2 separate regions of the Mus musculus genome follow, and region 1 is linked to region 2. A link is a contact called in public HiChIP or PLAC-seq data. All regions are on one chromosome and are shown on one strand. The core of a region is the stretch at or near the end of the contact, and the rest is flanking DNA. Distances in the headings are between cores, read along the strand shown.

Region 1 (4,253 bases), core at 1,359-3,858, 620 kb before region 2:
GTTCCACCAGGTCCACCAGGTCCGGTGGGTTCTAGCTCCTTAATATAGCGTTGATTTGTTAGCACTTAGGTTTAAGTCTCTGCTGCTCTGGGATTAAGGATGGCACAGTTTAATAGCATTCTGAAGAACATGGTATAGTACAGCCAACCTAACAGATTTTTAATAAAAACTAGTAGTTCCTTGATAAAGTCTTCTGTGTTGTGGAGAATCGAAGTAGAGTTGAGTAGCCAGGAGTTAATTTTTGTTTTATTTGAGATGGTTCAGTCTGTTCCTTCTAGGAATGGCTACACGGACTAGGGGAAGGCAGAGTGATCATGGCCTAGTTACTCCAGCGAGCAGCCTGGGTAGCCTTGACTCCTCTATGACCTACAGTCTCAAGTTGCAAACCACCTGGCTGAGTGAGTGGGACAGGCGGAACCCACAAACGCATAGTCTGTTTCTCAACTGGTAGCGACCAGAAACGCCTATCTATTGCAAACCATCACTGTTCCCAAGATAAATAGAGTCTGCTTCCTCGCCTTCAGTTATCCTGCTTCCCTGTCCCAGGAGATTTCTGTTGGCGTGCTAAACAGGTGGATGAGTGTTTTCAGGGTGAGGTTATGAGAGTATATTTCCCAAGCATTTCTGTATAATTTTCAGGAATATAGCAAAGTTGAAACAAGTATGTGACGACTGCGCGTTCTATTAGATTCTGTAGTTGTCATCATTGCTCTATCAAATCTAGCCCCCAGTTCATCCATCTGTGTGATTCATTTTTACTTAAGAAGCTGCTGTTTTTCTCTTTAGAACCATTTCAACCTAAAGCAAAATGGAATTGCGCTTATATAGGTGTACGTAGAGACATAACGCTCTTCTCGTCCTTTGTCCCCCTCAGTCCTGTAAAGCCAGTCACAGGGTCCTTTCTTTGTAGGATTCAGGAAGAAGAATGGGATGAATACGTCATTCCTGCCAAATCCGAGTCTGAAAAGTACAAAGTGAGCCGAACTTTCAGCTTCCTCATGAACAGGATGACCAGCCCACGGAACAAATCTAAGGTAACTGAGTGTCTGTGCCTATCTGCTGTAGAGTGTAGGAGGCTTCCGTCCTCAGCAGCTAGAGGCATTCCTGTATGTGTTCCCCTTCCATCTCCCGCCTCTGACTGTACATGCCCCTTCTTACGGATTCTTGTCAGCTCGTTAGGATTGTTAAAGCCCGTGCATGGGTCAGCTCACATGGATGCCAGGGCTCTGTAAGAGTGTTAGATGGTGACTGTTTTCTATGTTTCCTCCTACTTTTTCTATCATGACTGCTGCCTCTGAAGATGAAAAACAAGGACACTAAAGAAAAAGAAAAAATGAATCGACATCAGTTTGTCCCGGGAACGTTCTCCGGGGTTCTGCAGTGCTCCGGTTGTGATAAAACACTCCTGGGGAAAGAGTCACTCCAGTGTGCCAGTAAGTCCCATGTGTGATGTGTTCTCTGTCTGTCCTGAAAGCTCCCAAGGGTAAAACCACTGCTCAGCAGGTTTGCACAGACCTACTCGTGAGGGCCTCACATATCACAGAGCTATTTGCCTTGCAGTGGTCAGTACTGGTCATTCGGTACTTGTGTCCAGTCGATGACTTTCTTAAGTCTAAGCCTGTTACCTCATTGTCTGCTGGACGTCTCCACTTGAATATTTCACATCTTTTGAATGTTACTTGCTGGAAACTGAGATCTTATCCCATCTCGGTGCTTGCTGGCAAGCCGATCCACCCATAGCCCCAGACAGACACTTGTCACAAGACTTCAGAGGATTTGTTTATGACGCCTTTTCTCTTGCATGCTGGTCCTTTAGCAACTCTCTTCACTCGGTTTCCAACGTGTATCTCAAACCCACCTACTTGTCACCCATCACTGCCCTCACTCACCTGAAGCCACCACTAAAATTGGTCCACTTATGTTGGTTTTCTGTGGCTGTGATAAACTCCAATGACCAGGACCAGCAGGCTGTTTTTCAACGACGGGTTCCTAAGAGGAAGGACCAGGGGATCCGAAAACAAAGGAGACAGGAAAGCTTGAAAATCGGGAGGTCTTACATAAGCGCTGTCTGATGCCAAGCAACTTTCTTAAGAAATACATCATCTTAGGTACAGTTCGCAGGGGAGAAATGAAACAGAGTCAGCAGAAAGCTATCATACTGTGGTTAGAAACCAGCAGGAAGCTAATCAAGCATTGTTGCATAATGGGAACACGGGATATTTCAAAGGCATCAAAGACAGAGTATGCAAAGTCCCGGGAATCAATAACCACAGCCCGAAAAGAAGGGGAAAATGAGTCCTTAGGATCCAGAAAACTGCAGTGTCCCTAAGGTCTTGCCTCAAGCTACTCCTGGACTTGCCAAGTATGTACCTGGTTTTAGAGCAGGGACTAAGTTCCTCCTCTATATATCAGGGCCTTAGGGAAAGTCCTGGACCAGCCTGGCCCTCAGCAACACACCATACCAAAAGTACCTAGAAAAGGAAGGGTTTATTTACTTGACACACCCTGTTCACAGTCCATCACTGAGGAAAGCCAAGACAGGCGCTGAGGCAGGGTCAGAGCCCATGGAAGAATACTGTTACTGGCTTGAACTCTGTGGCTCACTTGCCTTGCTTATTGTAAAACCCAGGACCTCCTATCCAGTGGCAGCACCGCCCATAGTGGGCTGGGCCAGGCCACATGAATCATTAACTACAAAAATACTTAGAAGCCAATGTGGTGAAGGCATTTTTCCAGTGGAAGTTCCCTCTTCCCAGATGACTTTAGCTTGAGTCAAATTGACAAAGAACTAACCAGGACACAAGGGCTCCTCTCCTCTTGCTTCCTTGGCTGGTCACATCGCCTTCTTTACCATTCTTCTCACAAGCCAGAATACTCCTGTCCTAGCACCTTCTGTCTTTGAGGCTCTTCCTTCAGTAAGCTCTGTAGATCATCAGTAACACCACCCTGTACCTGGCTTGCCATTTCCTTATCACTGAGTCCCCGGCCCTGTTATTTACCACCATGTGTGTTATGGCATATTTCCATTCACTGTAAGTTCTGGAAGGAGAAAGGGGGGGCATAGTAATTTTTCACAGCCCCTACACGAGCCAACGCAAAGCTGATCCTTAATACTTATGTTTAATTAATGAGTCCTAAGGTAAACTGATGTGCAAGCAAGACCTGCTCCACTTGAGTCCACTAAGTGGGTGTTGATGGCATTGTGGTCGAAGCTAGAAATTGCCAAAAGTGCTGTAGACATGCTCAGCTGTCAAACCAGATATTACTTAAAAAAATAGCTGTATGAAGACTTACAGAAAATATTCGGATTATATTATATATATAATATAACTTGGATTACTATCACATTTTGACGTTGAGTAGTAGATGATGACATGGGCATGAATGAAAACTTAAGTTGTCTCAAACTTTTCCACCTCCAAAAGCTTTGCTGTTAATTTATCATTTTATTAGCATTTAACATTGTTCAAGCTAATGGGTTTTTCTGATGACACTCCGTACATGCATGTAATATACCTTCAGCATCTTTAATTCCCCACTGTCATCTCCTGCTGCCCCCTGTTCCCCTCCCCCACTTCCAAGCCCCTCTCTACTCTCGTGCATCGTCTCTGTTGTTTTCCTTTCTCTTTAATTATTATTTTTACAATGATTCATGTAAATATACAGATAAATATACAGATACTGCCTGAGTCCATCTAATGTTGCTCTTGTGTTGCGGGTTGAGCGTGCCGCATTGGGTAGCCACTTAGAGGGCTCATCCCTGGGCATGTGTGAGTCCCCCCTTCTCTCAGCAGCCACTAATTACTTATAGTCTCTTCTAACCCCAAAACATTGCATCAGCCTTTAATCTAAGATTGCATCTGATGATATTATCAAGAGTATTTAGTTATTCCTCCTGGTTTACTCACTTCTTCTTTTATAGTTTCACAACATAAATGAACATTTGTTCTCACACGGATCTGTCTACATTGCTGATTAGTCCCTTAGATTAAATTCTACAACCAGGTTGTGAGTTGAAGTGTACACTAGCTGCTTCTCTTTATACAACAGTGGTTTTTAGAATTAGTTTGGGGACTTACAAGGTTTTCATTGGGAGTGGAGTGTTGGTCGCTCAAACTTGGATTACTATCACATTTTGACATTGAGTAGTAGATGATGACATGGGCAGTCTCTACTGTGTTAGATGTCTAATCCTCTATGCATAAGGGTCAATAGCTCTACTATTATAGACAAATATGATGTAAAACAATATG
Region 2 (4,281 bases), core at 383-2,882:
CTTGTCCGGCTGCAGCGGTTTCTAATCTATGAACCTACCAGGTTCTCGCCATTGTCTTCCTGACCCACCCTCTTATGGCGACTTGGGAAATAGGAAAGGATGTCCCCCAGAGGACACAAGCTCAGTCTAGCACTTGAGTCTAGCACTTGCCCATCCTAAGGCTTGACCTTTCCATCTCCTCACTAGTCACACCAAGTGCAGCCTTTTGTTGTTGTTGTTGTTGTTTGCTGTGTTTGCTTGTTGTGGTCGTTGTTGCTGTGGAAGACTAGCTCAGAGTTCAAGGTCGTTAGCTAAACTAACCTATGCTGTTCTTTGTAATTCAGTTATCTGGACCCAGCAATTTAAAGTGAACCCATTTCCTTTCTAGCCCTTCCCACCCTAACTAGCACACCCCCCACACCACCCCCTCCCCGACCCTCACCCCCATCATGGCCATGTTCCTCCCGGCATGTACATGTACTTTTACTATAAATTCAACCTGAGTGCTTTCTGAGCCTCTTTGGTCACAAAAACCAAGGGTCTTCCTGCTGGACCACAGGCCCACGCCTAGGCCTAGGCTCCTACTTAACCTCTTGACCCCAGGCTGGGGCAATATTCCCCAGACTCTACCATGGAAACTCTGCAGAGGGGAGTTGCCAGGGATTAAAACAGCCCACTGAGCTGCCTCCCACCCTCACACATTCAGCTCTTTCTAACCACCCTCTCTCTATAAACTGTCCTTCTGTCACTGAGCCTTCTTCCCCCAAGAGTACGTTGCCAGCATCCCAGCCAGGGGCAACTGGAACACGGCCCACTCTATTCAAGAGATATCCAGTCTCCCCGCCCCCACGAAGACAAGCACCTGTGTAAATCACACCTACTCTACTGTCCATTTTAGATCCCGAAACATCTACTGATAAATATTTGTGGAAAAGCAAATCCCTGGATTTCCCTCCTGGTCTGACCACATACTAAGACGCATTAGAACTAAGCCCTAACTATGGGCACATCAGTAACTCAAAGAGGCACCTCATAAACACTGCGATCATATTCTCTCATTCCTCTGGTTGCCACAGAGGCCCCTGGCCGCCCATTCTGATTCTTCACTTTTTATGCTTGCCACCGATGTCTCATGGTGGGGATCTTGGGCTGCATACGCCTTTATTCCCTGAAGCACCCACTTCTAGAGACAGCTCCCCCTGGTTAGCCAGATGAGCTTCAGCTCTCAGTGTATAGCAGAAATACCTTCAATGCAGGCTTTGGGATTTTCTATTTGTGGGATCTTGAAAAAAAAAAAAAAAATCTTTGATTACCAACTTGTGATTCTGAGAACTGCTCTTTGAGAAACTGCAAACCTCTGTGTTGAGTACACACTAGGCTTTCAGTGGATTGAGTTATAGATGAAAATACCATCAGAGTGATGTTTAGCACAGACCTATTTTTATACAGCGTGTGCTACGTCGACTCTCAGATGTAGTGACAACCAAGAAAGGCAAGCAATTGTCTAAGAGAGGGGGGAAATCCTGGCATGTGGGGAGGCTCTGATTGTGCACTGATGATAAATTAATTTCTGCCACTCACCACTGACTCTTCTAAGTAGAGCTGTGTGGTGCAGCCCTGTCATTAGCTTCTCTGCTGGAGCTAGTGAAATGTTAACTCGTAGATAGCCTCTCCTTGTGGGGCAGCACATCACTTACCTACTTTCCCACTGTTTAATCTCTGTCCCCAAAGATGAACTTCTCACATTCCTTTAAAATGACCTGGCTCTTTGAAGCACAACCACCCATTGCTAAACGCAGCTGTCCAGCTGAGGGATTTATAAGGACCACCCTAACACTCTCAAAGAGTGAAGGAGCTCGCCTGGGGGTGGAACTCAGTGGCAGAGCCCTTGCCTCATGTGCATGAGGCGCTGTGTTCAATCCCAGCCCTGTAATAATAATAATAATAATAATAATAATGGTGATGATGATGATAATTATCAAAGACTGAAGGAGGCAATATGGAATCACTCCAGAGCTTCCTGGCTACTTCTGATTCCTGACCATAGCATAAACGATAAACACAAGTAGACCTCCCAGGAACACTGCTGTCATTCCAGGTCCCGTAGACAGGCTCTGAGCAGATAAATAACCCTACCCAGAGGCATGACTCACACCTAGAAAAATGTCCGAGTTCGTGAATCTGGTTTTCGTTTAATCCTCCCTACCGCAGATGGACATTGTGAGAGAGACAGTGTCTCTTATTGGCCTGGCTCTCACCCGTTGTGCTTGGCTGGCCCACCAGTGAGGCCCGGGGATCTGTCTTTCTCTGCTTCTCCAGGATTGGGATTACAATAACATGCTACAACACTGGTTCCAAAAATCAAACTTAAGTCCTTGTGCTTGGAAGGTGAGCATTTTCCCAACAGAGCCAGCTCTCCGGGCCCTACTGTAGAACACTCTACAATGGTTCTGATACTTCTAAATATTGCATCACGTTGTAGGTAGAATTAATCTTAATATTGGATTAACTGTGTGAGTCACTGTTGTGAACACTCTACATGCATGAGCTCATTAAAATAGTGCAACGTTCCTGTAAGGTAGCCACCAATTCTTCCCGTTCTGTAAATAAGAACAACGAAGCTAAGAGAAAGGGGCCGCATTGTGCAGGGTACATTTACACAGGGTCAGACTTCCATGTGAGCTTTGCCATCGTGTCTCAGTGTACAGTAATGTAACAGGGCTCTCCATCCCAATGCCCTTCTCAAGAGTCAATGCAGGGTCAAAATTTTTACTATAAACACTGTCAAAGTCTTTGTGAAGGCAGGTTCATTTTACAGGAGTACCATGTTCTACATAGATACTGTGATTAGGTTTTTGAATAGAACCATGATAGTAAGTGATATTCAGCATCCTTAGTCCAGGAACATCAATTACCACACGGGACTATTATACAGCCCCAAACACTGACAACTGTCTCCTGGGGACAGACATGGCATGGAATCCTTTGGAGAGATGAATACTGAGTTTTCACTTTAGTCACATGTAAGCCACATAATTTGGTAAACAACCTTCTAACGATGGGAAAGAGCAGGGTTCAGCTTAGCCATAGCTTGACAGGAACACAGGGAAGGTAAGGACCTGCAGTAGTTACATTCACCAGGCACATGAGTGACGGTAGTACTGGGCATTTTAAGTTCGGAGCAAAGACCACAAGCTCTCGTGGCTTGGAATCTGGTGGCAGCTGCAATTTATCAGCCTCTCCAAGCTTCCATCACACAAAGAGGTGGGGCCAACATTCCTCCCTCACACAAAGATGAAAAGAAATAGCTGAAAAGATTGCTGAACACAGGGAAGGTGGCTGTCGGAGTCCTTCTTGTCCGCAGCATTGAACCAAAAGTCAAAGTGAGTTTCAGTCCTGCCTTGCTATGTGACCTTGATCTCTTCCCATCTCTGGACCTCCAGTTTCTTGCTTGTAAGAACAAACATAACCAAACTGACTTTTAGGAAACTTGTCATCTCATACTACGAGGTAGGTGTTGGGAGCAGGTGGTGAGGACCTGATGCGGATGGGCCTGGTGCTGTTTGTATGTTGATGCTAATTCCACTCACCTGGGAGGGATTGCAGACAAGGAGTGAGTCACTGTACTCAGGTGACTTCTAGTGAACCAATTCCCTAATGAATAAAGGAGCCAATCACTGGGTGAGTAGGCGGGACTTCCGGGTTGAATGGAGGAAGAGAGGAAGCAGAAGAGAGTTAGGTCCTTTTGGACGGGGATAGCATGAGGACAAGATGTAGCTATGAGTGTCTCCGGATGATTTAGATTTAATAAGGCTTACAAGATTAGGATTTTAATTGTTGTGCCCAGTGATTAAGTTATTATTGTTTCTGAACTAAGTTTGTGTTGTGTTTTCCTTCACATAGTGGCTCATCTGGGTTCAAGAGAGAAAGGTACAGCGGCAAAGCGTGGGTTTGCCTGATGTGCACCACAAAGGCCATGGGAGATTTGAAGCACAGGGTTGGCGTCGTAGCAACCTGCCTGTAGGAACTGAGTGAGCTGGGTGGAGAGATCTTGGAGCACTGAGTCAGAGTCTCCATGAGATAAAAACAGGTCAGCCATTTTCCTCAAGTGTGTGGCCGACCAGCCCGCGGGGTCAGAGAGTAGCAGGGTGCAACATGGGAATGTGATGGTTCTTTTTTTAATATTTCCCACAACAAGGACCAGGAACCTGTGTAAAAAGGCAAAAACATGGGAAAGCAAAAGGCCATCGTGGGCAGACACGATCCAGGTCACTTGGCTGCAGCAATCTCAAAGAACACTCT

What was found. HiChIP or PLAC-seq counts read pairs in DNA pulled down with a chosen protein or histone mark.
Region 1: a contact with region 2 is called in an HNF4G HiChIP or PLAC-seq map of pancreatic cancer cells. The contact joins two enhancer-like sites. A contact is called at or near these places in 3 of 115 datasets of contacts at active chromatin or transcription factors (extraembryonic endoderm stem cells, pancreatic cancer cells and trophoblast stem cells) and 1 of 9 other capture datasets (embryonic stem cells).

The regions. Positions count from the first base shown.
Region 1 is chr13:97,975,211-97,979,463 of GRCm38.p6, reverse strand. It overlaps Arhgef28 (Rho guanine nucleotide exchange factor (GEF) 28), which reads left to right. Exons shown (of 36, transcript NM_012026.2): 15 at 911-1,034; 16 at 1,301-1,433. Among named protein-coding and RNA genes, the nearest start is that of Gm34388, 83 kb to the right of the region's middle. Within about 2 kb of position 2,608, at least 38 of the 459 cell types and tissues checked have an H3K27ac peak or open chromatin away from gene starts, as enhancers often do. A contact at or near this core is called in pancreatic cancer cells, where this site is marked.
Region 2 is chr13:97,354,967-97,359,247 of GRCm38.p6, reverse strand. No RefSeq gene overlaps it. Among named protein-coding and RNA genes, the nearest start is that of Gm33447, 19 kb to the left of the region's middle. Within about 2 kb of position 1,632, at least 15 of the 459 cell types and tissues checked have an H3K27ac peak or open chromatin away from gene starts, as enhancers often do. A contact at or near this core is called in pancreatic cancer cells, where this site is marked.